2 separate regions of the Mus musculus genome follow, and region 1 is linked to region 2. A link is a contact called in public Hi-C data. All regions are on one chromosome and are shown on one strand. The core of a region is the stretch at or near the end of the contact, and the rest is flanking DNA. Distances in the headings are between cores, read along the strand shown.

Region 1 (5,656 bases), core at 1,183-3,682, 3.1 Mb before region 2:
TTGAAGACGCTGACCTTGAATCCTGATCCCCTTGGTTCTGGATCCTGACTGCAGAGATTACAAACCTTAGGTGCCATGTTCAGTTTCTTATGATATTAGAGCTGGAACTCAGGATGTCAGGGACTCCAAGCAGCACTCTCTCCACTGAGCCCAGCTCTTTTTTTTTCTTCAGTTCTCTTCCTGGAATCAAGGTTCATACTGCTCTCCTTTCTACCAAATATCCCAAGAGACAGAAATTAGGGGGAGGAAATAGATATCCTGCTGTCTCTGGGGATTTTTTTTTTTTTTTTTTTTTTGTCTCAAATCTTTTTCTTGGGGTAAGTTCAAGGGCGGGAAGGTCACAGTGAGACAATGGGTAGAAAATCCTCTCGGGCTGGAGAGATGGCTCAGTGGTTAAGAACACTGACTACTCTTCCATAAGTCATGTGTTCAAATACCAGCAACCACATGGTGGCTCACAACCATCTGTAATGAGATCTGAGGCTTCCTTCTGGTGCATCTGAAGACAGCAACAGTGTAACAGTGTGTACTTAGATATAATAATAAAATAAATCTTTAAAAAATAAAAATAAAAAAAGAAGATCCTCTCAATGGGCCAAGTCTTTTTTTCTCTGCGGGCTTTGGAAAGTTTGGAAGCTGGATCACCCGGGGTCAAGATCTGCATTTTTATTTTCAGACAAAGTCACATGAGCAGAGAGGAAGAAGCCACCCCACAGGGGCCCTGTAGAATTTAGAACACCGTGTGAAGGAGGCAGGTCCTTAAAATAGAGAAAGGGTTGGTGAAAGTAGCAGAAGTGAAATTTCTGTCAGTCTGTGTGTTCTGCGCTGACTCCCTTGTCTCTGCACACTAGGCAAGCCGACCAGCAGAGGGCTGCACTCACCCTCTGGCCTGAGGAGTTTTAAACACCGTTCTCCTTTGGAAGTTTCCATAATTCTGTTCGCATGGGTGGAGATCAAATCGGGGCTTGAGGCATGCTAGTTTTCACAAAACAACAACAAACAGACAACTAGGTTGGGGATGCTGGGCTTGAGTGTAGCTTAGTAGTAGGGTAACCTTGAGTTACTCTTCAGTACTTCAAAAATACAACACCCCTCAAAACAAGTATTAAACTCAAGAGTCTTCTCACTTGAAGCTAAACAAAACACAGGATTTTGAGATAATTGGGAGCATGCCTTTAATCCCAGCCTGAGGGGTGAGGGGTGGGGCAGAGGCAGACAGATCTCTGTGAGTCCCAGGACAGCCTGGTTTACAAATCCAGGATAGCCAGGGCTACACAAAGAAACCCTGTCTTGGAAAAAAAAAAAAAAAAAAAAAAAGAGTCCCTCGTCCCTCTCCCCAGCCAAAAGGTAAGTGGAGAAGTTGTGTCTTGAGCTAGGGTTTTCTTTTTGGTGGGGTAATGGGTTTTACTACAATGGGATTAATGGCATATACCACCACCCCTGGCAATAAACCAATAAGCCAGGGCTCTCTTTCTTGTCTTAGATTCATTTTACTTTATGTCTTATGGCCTGTAGGTCAGTGCACCATGGTTGTACCTGCTGGGTCCCCTGGAATGGAGGTTATGGTTGTGTGTGAGCCACTGTGTGATTGAGAACTGAATCCAAGCCTTCCACAAGAGCAACAAGTGCTTTTAACTTCTAAGGTTTTTGTTCCTTTGCTGTTTAGACAGGATCTCATTATGTTGCCCTGGCCTTCCTTAAACATAGACCAGACTGTTTTGAACTTACGGAGGTCTGTCAGTCTCTGTTTCCTGGGTGCTGTGACTGGAGGCAAGTGCCACCATGCTACACACTGCCTGCAGCATTTTATTTCTTTTCTTTTTTCTTTTTCTTTTGGTTTTTCGAGACAGGGTTTCTCTGTGTAGGCTTGGCTGTCCTGGAACTCACTTTGTAGACCAGGCTGGCCTCGAACTCAGAAATCTGCCTGCCTCTGCCTCCCAAGTGCTGGGATTAAAGGCATGCGCCACTACTGCCCGGCTGCCTGCAGCATTTTGATGAAGCAGAAATACTTCAGTCCTTGTATTTTAACATACAGCACCCATAAATACATTGCTTTGGCATATTTTAAAGTGGCTATTCTGATAAACTCTGAAAGGATTAATCCTGTAACACTGCCCTTACGTAAGATAAACTATCAAAAAGGAGATCCATGGTGGCATGTCTCTAAATTTTGCCTTCAGAGGTGGAGGCAAGTGGACTGCGTTAAGTGGTGGGCTAGCTTGCTCTACAAAGACAAAGGCAAGGAGACATAACTTCCAGAAACCAAGCTGGTTAGCGACTGACAGGAAATTATGGGCCTAGGCCAGCAGATCTCGCGCGACCTCAGGTTTGGCGCCCGGAAGTGGTTCAAGCCCCGCCCCCTCGGGGCGTGCTGGCTCCGGAGTTGGCCTACCGCGCAGGCGCGAGTCGCCGACTCCGCCCCCTGGGTCCTGCAGTCGGAGCCATTTCGCCGCTGCTTCCATGCGGGTGAGGTGTGTTCTTTCGCCGTTCTCGTGGAAGGTTGGCGCTGCGAACTCGCCTAAGAAGGCTGTGCTCTCGGGCACGGAAAAGCGGAGGAGGGTAAGAAAGGGGGCGTTGCGGCCCCGGACGCGGGCTCATTGCTGCGGGCCGACGCCGGCCTCCGCGGCTCAGCCGTGGCTTTGTTGTGAGGCGCGGGCGGGCGAGCGTGTGGGGGAGGGGCAGCGCGGCGGGTACCCGGATTTACGGGCCGTGGGCGCCTCGCGCAGCGGAGCTCCCGTGGCCCTAGGCCCTGGGGTTCCTTGCACAGACTGGCCGCTCTCGGAGGCCTCTTCCTCACTCGGCCTGACGGGCGGCGGGTGTCTGTAATCAGTTGCGTGTAGGGGTAGCGGCTCGACGCCACCCGGCGCGTGGTGGTGGGGGGTCGTCCGCGGTTCTAATCCGGGACACCCGGGCCCCGTGGGGGTGCCCGCTTTGGGGTCCGGGGCTTCGCTGCAGGTCCTCCCGCTCCGCACTGGTGACGGGGCATGGCTGGGTGGGGCGGGATGAGGAGCAGGTGGTAGGAAAATGAATGCATGATTTAGTAAGTGATGGCGGAATTACACCGCGCAACGGGATAGCCCCGCTGTAGATAACGGTCGAAAGGGAGGGCGCCTCAGTCTGAGGGGTGCACGAGCCTGAGTCTGGCTTTGAGGTGCACAGTGTATCCGCTCCAAAGGGCAATGAGAGATCAGTTACGCCTAAGGCCAGACCTTCCTGGAGGAAGGGAGGGCCGGCCACGTGACCTGAGGGTGCGAAAAGAGATGAAAGAATTTGTTTCCGGGTGGCAAGAATGAAAACACAAAATTGGGAGCCATGACTCTAGCCTTTCATTCCAGCACTGGGGTTTGGTGGTGGAAGGTATTGTTCGATCTCTTGAGTCCGGGGCTACTACACATAGAAATCTTGTCTCATAAAACAAAATTTGATTTATTCCGATATGTGTGTGTATACGAGTATACGTGTATACGTATCAGGTAGTGGTGGCAAGTGAGAGAGGAGCTGTAGAAAAACAAACGAGTAATAGTGGAGGCATTTCTGGAGCCAAAACAGCAGGGCAGATGTGACATGATGGAAAATTTGGCATCCATCTAGGCTCTCGACAAGAGGATAAGTTCTAGGTCTGTAAAAGAAGTTGTGGGGTTTTTGTTTGTTTTTTTGGTTTTTCGAGATAGGGTTTCCTCTGTATAGCTCCAGCTATCCTGGAACTCACTCTGTAGACCAGGCTGGCCTCGAACTCAAATCCGCCTGCCACTGCCTACCAAGTGCTGGGATTAAAGGTGTATGCTACCACGCCCAGCTTGCTATTTTATGTAAATAACTACACTGTAGCTGTCTTTGGAAACACCAGAAGAGGGCATCATCTCATTACAGATGGTTGTGAGCCACTATGTGGTTGTTGGGATTTGAACTCAGGACCTCTGGAAGAGCAGTCAGTGCTCTTAACCGCTGAGTATTTCTAGGGGGCCATTTATACTCTTTATTCTCCAGTTTTCTTAAATTTCCTCAGTTCAAAGTAATAAAAGTAAAACCAAACAGTACAATAGGCAGTTTAAGGATTAAATAGTTCCTAATCTACTAAGGATATCAGCACCACTTTAAGGATTCAAGAAATAGCTGTGAAAGATCTTTGGGGATCGGATTAGAATTTCCAATTGTGAAGTTGGGTTGCAACTAAGAATATACTTAGGTATAAATTTATTACTGAGATGCCTAGTTAGTTTATAGATGGGAATATTAGTATTTTCCTCGGGTAAATTTTGGAGCCTTAAGGGCTGTATCGATCTGTTTGGACTTAGTTAGCATGAATGTTTAAAATTAAATGGGTTTTCTAGAGACAAAGGGGTTTGATAGGCCCTATATTTTGTTACTCATTTACTTTGTACATTTACTTATGTTGGGGGTTTTTGTTTTGGAGACAGGGTTTCTCTGTAGACTTGGTAGCCTCCAACTTAAAGAGATCAGCCCTTCTCTGCTCTCCAAGTGCTGGAATTAAATGCCTGAGCCAGAACAGCCAGACTTGTGAAGGAGTCTATTGTCTTTAGCTTCTTTTTGTTTTTTCGAGACAGGGTTTCTCTTCTTTAGCACTAGCTGTCCTGGGATTCACTCTGTAGACCAGGCTGGCCTCTATGTCTTTAGCTTCTGAATTTGTATTATCTGGCTTTGTCATCTGCTTTACCAAATGACTAGTCAAAGTTGGTGAGCCACAAGACTATTGGGGTCAGATTTGGTTGGTGTGCGATGTCATTTTACAGCTTACTGTAGTAATAGATCTCCTCTCCTCTGTTCTAAATGATTTTTTTTTAATGCATGAATATTTTGTGGGTATGTATATGTACCATTTGCCAGAAGAGGGCCTTGGCTCCCTTGGGGCTAGAGTTATGAATGTGTATATGCAAGTCACCTTGTGATGCTAGGAATCAAACCAAGGTCCTCTGAAAGAGAAATGGCTGTAAGAGAAAGCACTGAGCCATCTCCAGCCCCAAGAAGTTTTTGTTTTGAGATTGTCTCACTATGTAATCATAGGAGGCCTAGAACTGGTTATGTAAATCAGAGTGGCCTTAAAAAACTGCTGGCCCCTCCCTGGTTTTTGGTCTGTTTATGGTAGCTGAAGCCAGTCTAGGCTATAGGTCAAAATAAAGGTTTTATTTAGATTTTAGCTTGATTATATACAAATTGTGGCCATTTCTGTAGTTTTGGTGGGTTTAGTTTGTGGAGAGTGCTATATGTAACCCCAAGTAAACTTCTGTTCATAGCCATCTTCCAAGTGAAGGTTACTGGGTACCAAAGTTAAAGACGTGAGTCCCTACCTGCCTGGCTTTGTGTGTGTGTGTGTCTGTGTGTCTGTGATGGTATTTCTTGATATAGTGAATTTGAATTTGTGAGTCAGTCACATGGGACTTTTGCTTAAATTTTCTTTTAAAAATATGCCTTTTATTTTTGTGTGTATGAGTATTCTGTGAGTTTGTGTACACTTGGATGCCAGGTACCTTGAGAGGTCTGAACCCTTAGAGCCAGTGATGTTTGCCAGTCGCAAGTGGCTGAATCTGTATCTTCTCCAAGATCAGTAAGTGATCCTAACCACTGAGCCATCTTATCTTTTTTCTATTTCATTTTCACTTAAAATTTCTCTGGAAAAGAAAGTAATAGGGGCTGGAGA
Region 2 (5,546 bases), core at 975-3,474:
AACAGATTAAAAACTGAAAAGGACTTTCCTGTTATTCTTAACTGGCATATAAAGACAACATTGACTAAAAGAGGGTTCATAAATTAATTTCATCTAGGCAGGCAAGGTTGTATTTTCTCCAGATCTCAGGAGATTATTAAACATTTAAATATAAGTTACCTAATAAATAAAAATACTTAATTAAAAAGTGCATTGTTTTAAAGGGGTTAATGTAAAAATAATTTAAATGATGCCTAAATTTCTGTAAAAATAAACATGCAGACTTCCCACAAAAAGGGACTGCATTTGTCTACTTCATCCCATTATTGGGACATATAAATTACTCAGTATTGACTGTGTGTAAATTAATTAACAGAATACAGTATATTATACAAACTTCTTAAGAGTCACAAAATAACTGGATATTTTTACTTATCAACGTTGCTTGATAACTACACTTTATTGAAGAAAAAAATTAAATTAGGTGGAAATTTCTAATCAATCTACCATACTATAGACCCCATTCCCTCAATTAATGATAAACCAAAACATGTGACAAAAAATTCTGTTTTTTCTTTCTTTTTTTTTTCGAGACAGGGTTTCTCTGTGTAGCCCTGGCTGTCCTGGAACTCACTCTGTAGACCAGGCTGGCCTTGAACTCAGAAATACGACTGCCTCTGCCTCCCAAGTGCTAGGATTAAAGGCGTGCGCCGCCACCACCGCCCGGCTCTGTTTTTTAAATAACTGTTTTCTTTCTCCCAAGAATATTTAAGCTATGTCTCTAATTTCCTTATACAAAAGCAACGACAAGAACGTACAAGCAGATATTTTTATTATATATTTCCTATCAAGTCTCAACGCTCTGGGAGAACCACCATATATTCATTTATCGCATTTCATTGCTCTTTCTAGTACCGTCCTTTTGTATACAAATTCCTCATCGCGACCATCTACTGCATTATTAGATCACAGGGTGCTATACACACTAAAACAAGGCACTAAAGGGGGGAAATGGGTAAAGGCTTATAAATCCAGTTTAAAAACAAACAAACTGGGGGGGGGGCGCTTAACTGTCATTTAAAGTACAGCAAAACAACATTAGATTAGGATTGCATAGTCCTAAAAATCTGGTGCAAACTGGGCCAAATTCTCCAGTTTCTGTCGGTGGGCCCATTGAGGAGTTTCCACAGAAGACTACGCTTAGTAAAAGGAAACCGAGGTAAACGAAGGTGGATTTAGATCGGGGAGGATCCCCCCGCCCCCCGATCTAAACCACACAGCGGGGAGAAGAGAGAAGGCCTCCGCTGCACATGGAGCCTGAGAAGCTGCTACCTGAACACCTCACCAGGGAGAAGAGGGCAGGCGTGCAAAGGAGGTCGGGCCCCAGCTCCAGACCGGAGCGCGAAGAGCGTCTCCACACTTACCACTCTCCACCTTAAATTTCTCGTGCCGCCCCTTCAGGCAGTCGATCTCGGACTGCTGCTCGGCCAGGAACTTCTCAAGTTTGTTCTGCGTCGACTTCGGCAGTTTGTTCAGTTCCGGGCGCTCCAGCACTTGCTGCAACACCGCCGCCATGTCGGCCGGGATCGCGGCAACAGCCGCAGCGGCTGAAGGAGAAGCCAAGGAGCAAGGAGAAGCGCGGAGCCCAGCCGCCGGAGCCGCCCCGTCCGCCGCCTCGCTCGCGGTCTCTCGCGCGCCTGCCCGCCTGAGACTCCCGCGGCGGGACCCTGGGAAAGAGAGTCCCGCGTTAGGTGCAGCCAGAGCCGCGCCGCCGCGCCCTCTCTGCGCACGCAGCCACCGGGAGCTAGGCACGCTGGGAAAGCGAGTTCACAGCAGCCTCGGCCCCAGTTTTTTGGGGATTTCACCGGTTTCCAGCCCCAGAGACTCTTGGGAAATGTAGTGTATTTCTCACCCGCTTACGCGCGCTCAGGCCGCACCTCTCGCCCCACTTCCTTCTTTCTCCCCGCCCCCGGCTCGCCTCCTATGGCTGTGACGAGTGCCCGCGCGGGGGCGCTACATAAGTACGCAGCCACCCTCGTCCTTATCCCGGAGGAGCAAGACGACCTTACCGTCAAAACCCCGGGATGTCATGGGTACTCCTCTGTGGCCACTTCTAGAAGCCGAGCCACCAGAGGTCATGGGTCACGGCAGGGTGTCTCGACAGGCTCTGGGCTACCGCCACGATCTTAACGGTGCCCCGAGAGGGGCGGGGTGCAGGCCTCCCTCGCTTGGGTAGAAGAGCTGCGGAGATGGGTGCGGGACGGCTTGCGTCATCAGTCTGCACCCGTTGGGGCCGCGACCCGCGTTTGGAGTAGGAAGTGTCTCTGCTGTCGCTTTCTGATGAGATCATTGGCTGTGGACGTGGGGACCTGAGTGGCACCTGGCCTTTGAAGGTAGCTACTTGTACCCTAACTCGAGTTCTCTCGCTGACAGAAAGCTCCAGGGATTTATTTGCCACATGTGCACATTCTGAGATCAAGTTAGTCGGCCAAGGAATATGTGTGCACCCGGGCACCACCAGCTTCCTTTTCGGGGAGAAAAGAAAGGATTTAGGGACCATATGGAACAGTCAGTCACTGGTGCACACTCAAGCCCTGTTCGGAGGAGATTAGCTTAGTGTCAAACCTGGTACCTACATGCTTTTGTGGGTGTGAGGTACCGAATGACTTAGTGCGAAATTAAAGTAGTCTGGTTAATATTTTAAACAGAAAAAAAATCAAATTTTGTTGTTTATGTAGTAAGATGACATTGCAGGCAAATGTCTGATGTTGACGTTTTTAATTTTAACATTTTTAGGACAGTTTTATTGAGACACTTGTCATTTTGCCACAGTAACAGAACTATGTCTGTTTCCCGAACACGACTCAGCAATATCAGCGTGTACTTCGTTTCATGGCTGGGTACTTTTCTGGAAGAATTTGTTGCCTTTTGATTGAAAATAAGGAGAGCACATGCCTGTGGTGTCAGCTACAGGGATTAAGAGGTGGGGGGGTTATCATTCCAGGACAGCCTGTGTTAGGAGTCAGGCTCTGTCTTAATGAAGGGGATGGGAGGGATTAAATTAGTAGGAGATTCATAACTGAATTCACAAGCTGAAGAAGAGGACAGGAGATGAGAACAGGAGATGTTCCTGCAATGATTCAATTGAAGGGCTGAGTATCATTGCCACCGCAAGCAAAACAGATTGAGAGAACTTAAATCCCACCTTTCACACTCACTACTTTAGTCATTTGGAGGAGTTATTTAACATTTCTTTTTGATTTCTTTATGTATAAAACGGAGACGACAATAATAGTACTTACCGTGCAGGAATTTGTATTAAATATCAATACATGTGAAGTCCTTAGAAAAATGTCCCGTGTAGAATTGAAGCAATATAGATAATTGTCATTGCAGACTGGTTACCTAAGTGGCTGTTATTAGGAGTTGTCTCATAGCAGCAATCACACATTTGTGCCTTCCCACCTTGCACAATTTGTAGAAAACAGTCGTTTTACAGTCACTATTGGGTAAACAAATTTGAGTCTCTCTCCTCTTAATGAACTAATCAGAAATTCAGCTTCCATATTTTAGAAACAAGAATATCGAAGTTCACCAATAAATTGTCATAGAGAATGCAGCTAAGGAGTAGATCTAAAATAAGAAATTAGATGTGTTGAATGGTATCCTTATTTCCTTATCCCAAGAGTGAGAAGTAACTTTGCTTTCTCATGGCAATTGGTAATTATATTTGTTATTGTTGTTTTGTTTTCTTCCTGTGTCTTTCCAGGCAGGGTTTCACTCTTTAGATCAGATTGTCCCAGAACTCACTATATAGCTTTGGCTGGCCTCCAGCTCAAAGCGCCAAGTCTGTTTCATCCTCAAGGGTACAGCAATTCCAGGCTTGCACCACCATATCTGGCTGGGACTCTTGTTCCTTCTTTTCTTTTCTCAAAAGATTTTTGGATTTATTATCGTTTGGTGTGTATATTTGTGTGAACAAGCTACATGTGTGCAGACTTGAGAAGTGGGAGTCAGATTTCCTGGAGTTGCAGCTAAAGGCATTTGTGCACCTCTGGACTTGGATGCTGGAAACCGAACCCAAGCTCTGTGGAAAAGCAGCATGGGCTGCTAACCGTTAAGCCACCACTCTGGCCCCAAGGGAGTTCTTTCTTTCTTTCTTTTTTTTTTTGACAGGGTTTCTCTGTGTAGCCCTGGCTGTCCTGGAACTCACTCTGTAGACCAGGCTGGCCTCGAACTCAGAAATCCACCTGCCTCTACCTCCCAAGTGCTAGGATTAAAGGCGTGCGCCACCACTGCCTAGCAGCGGGAGTTTTTTCTTATAGCACTGTACTAAGAATTCCAAAGCTGGGAGCTGGAGAGATGGCTCAGCAGTTAAGACCACTGACTGCTCTTTCAGAGGTCCTAAGTTCAATTCCCATCAACCACATGGTTACTCACAACCATCTGTAATGAGATCTGATGCTCTCTTCTGGTGTGTCTGAAGACAGCGACAGTGTACTCACATAAATAAAATAAATTTAAAAAATTAAAAAAAAAAAAGATTTCCAAAGCTGCATTTTAGTTGTACAGAAAAGAATGCCTTATTTTATAAATGATCACTGCAAGAAATAGGAGAGTTTTGGGAATGGGCCACTCTTTTTGTTCTATTGCCTGTCCACCAATGCTAAAACATCAGAAATCGCTTTTCCCCCCAAAATGCTAACTTTTATTTCTTGCAATTTAGGCTGTTGAATTGGCTGTCTATAATGGGAAGAACCTACATTGTAGAAGAGACTGTTGGCCAGTATCTTTCAAGCATCAACCTCCAGGGAAAACCTTTTGTCTCTGGTCTTTTGATAGGACAGGTATGTATATGTCTGCTACTCTGCAGGTTGATAAAAACAAATTACTCATTAGTTTCAATTATATATACGATTTACTAGTAAATTCAAAGTTGTGATGTGGACGGGACAGAATCTTAAATAGTTAACCTAAAGTGGATCTTTGAGTTAACATTTGAAAGAGTAGGAAATCTGGTTGAAACTTGAATAAGTATGATTATTTTTCCCTTTGGTACTTTGAAAGTAACTTGTAATGTCAGAAGGTCACAGTTTAAGCCTTCCTTGACCACATGATTTACATTTTGCTTTCTTTGTGTTTTGGACCGGATACACAGCTCAGCTGGTACTTGCCCAGCATATGTAAATAGCGCTCTAAGTTTCATCCCCCGTGTTACTGGTGGTTGTCAGAGTGGTCAAAGGCAGGATCAGTTCTTTCCAAGTTCTTGGCCTCTTATCCAAATAATTGGAAATAAGGACTCACATTTGCAAACGTGGCAAGATAACTTTGTAAGGAACAAAGCAGGAATCCAGATGCACTGCAGGCCACATGAGGGAGGTAGTGCCCAAATTATGTTTGTGACTTAGTTTTATGGGGTTCAAAAGATGGGCATTCTCGCCTTTAAGAATGCAGGTTGAGTGGTTGTCCATTTTGGTTGTTAGGTTAGATAAAGTCTGATACTCATTTCCCCAATCTACATGTCCTTCCCCATAATCCACCTGATTAATTTAATGCATAGGTATAAG

What was found. Hi-C and Micro-C count contacts between places; a contact is called where the count stands out from the background.
Region 1: a contact with region 2 is called in a Hi-C map of CD8 T cells, with 5 times the contacts expected there. The contact joins the promoter of Dhx9 here to the promoter of Tpr in region 2. A contact is called at or near these places in 3 of 484 Hi-C or Micro-C datasets (CD8 T cells, the HL-1 cell line and erythroid progenitors).

Annotation. Positions count from the first base shown.
Region 1 is chr1:153,484,436-153,490,091 of GRCm38.p6, reverse strand. Dhx9 (DEAH (Asp-Glu-Ala-His) box polypeptide 9) reads left to right here and starts at 2,432. Exons shown (of 28, transcript NM_007842.2): 1 at 2,432-2,559.
Region 2 is chr1:150,389,516-150,395,061 of GRCm38.p6, reverse strand. It overlaps Tpr (translocated promoter region, nuclear basket protein), which reads right to left and starts at 2,224. Exons shown (of 52, transcript NM_133780.3): 1 at 2,049-2,224; 2 at 1,404-1,706. The coding sequence starts at 2,118. Odr4 (odr4 GPCR localization factor homolog) reads left to right here and starts at 2,007. Exons shown (of 14, transcript NM_145511.2): 1 at 2,007-2,372; 2 at 4,706-4,826. The coding sequence starts at 4,728.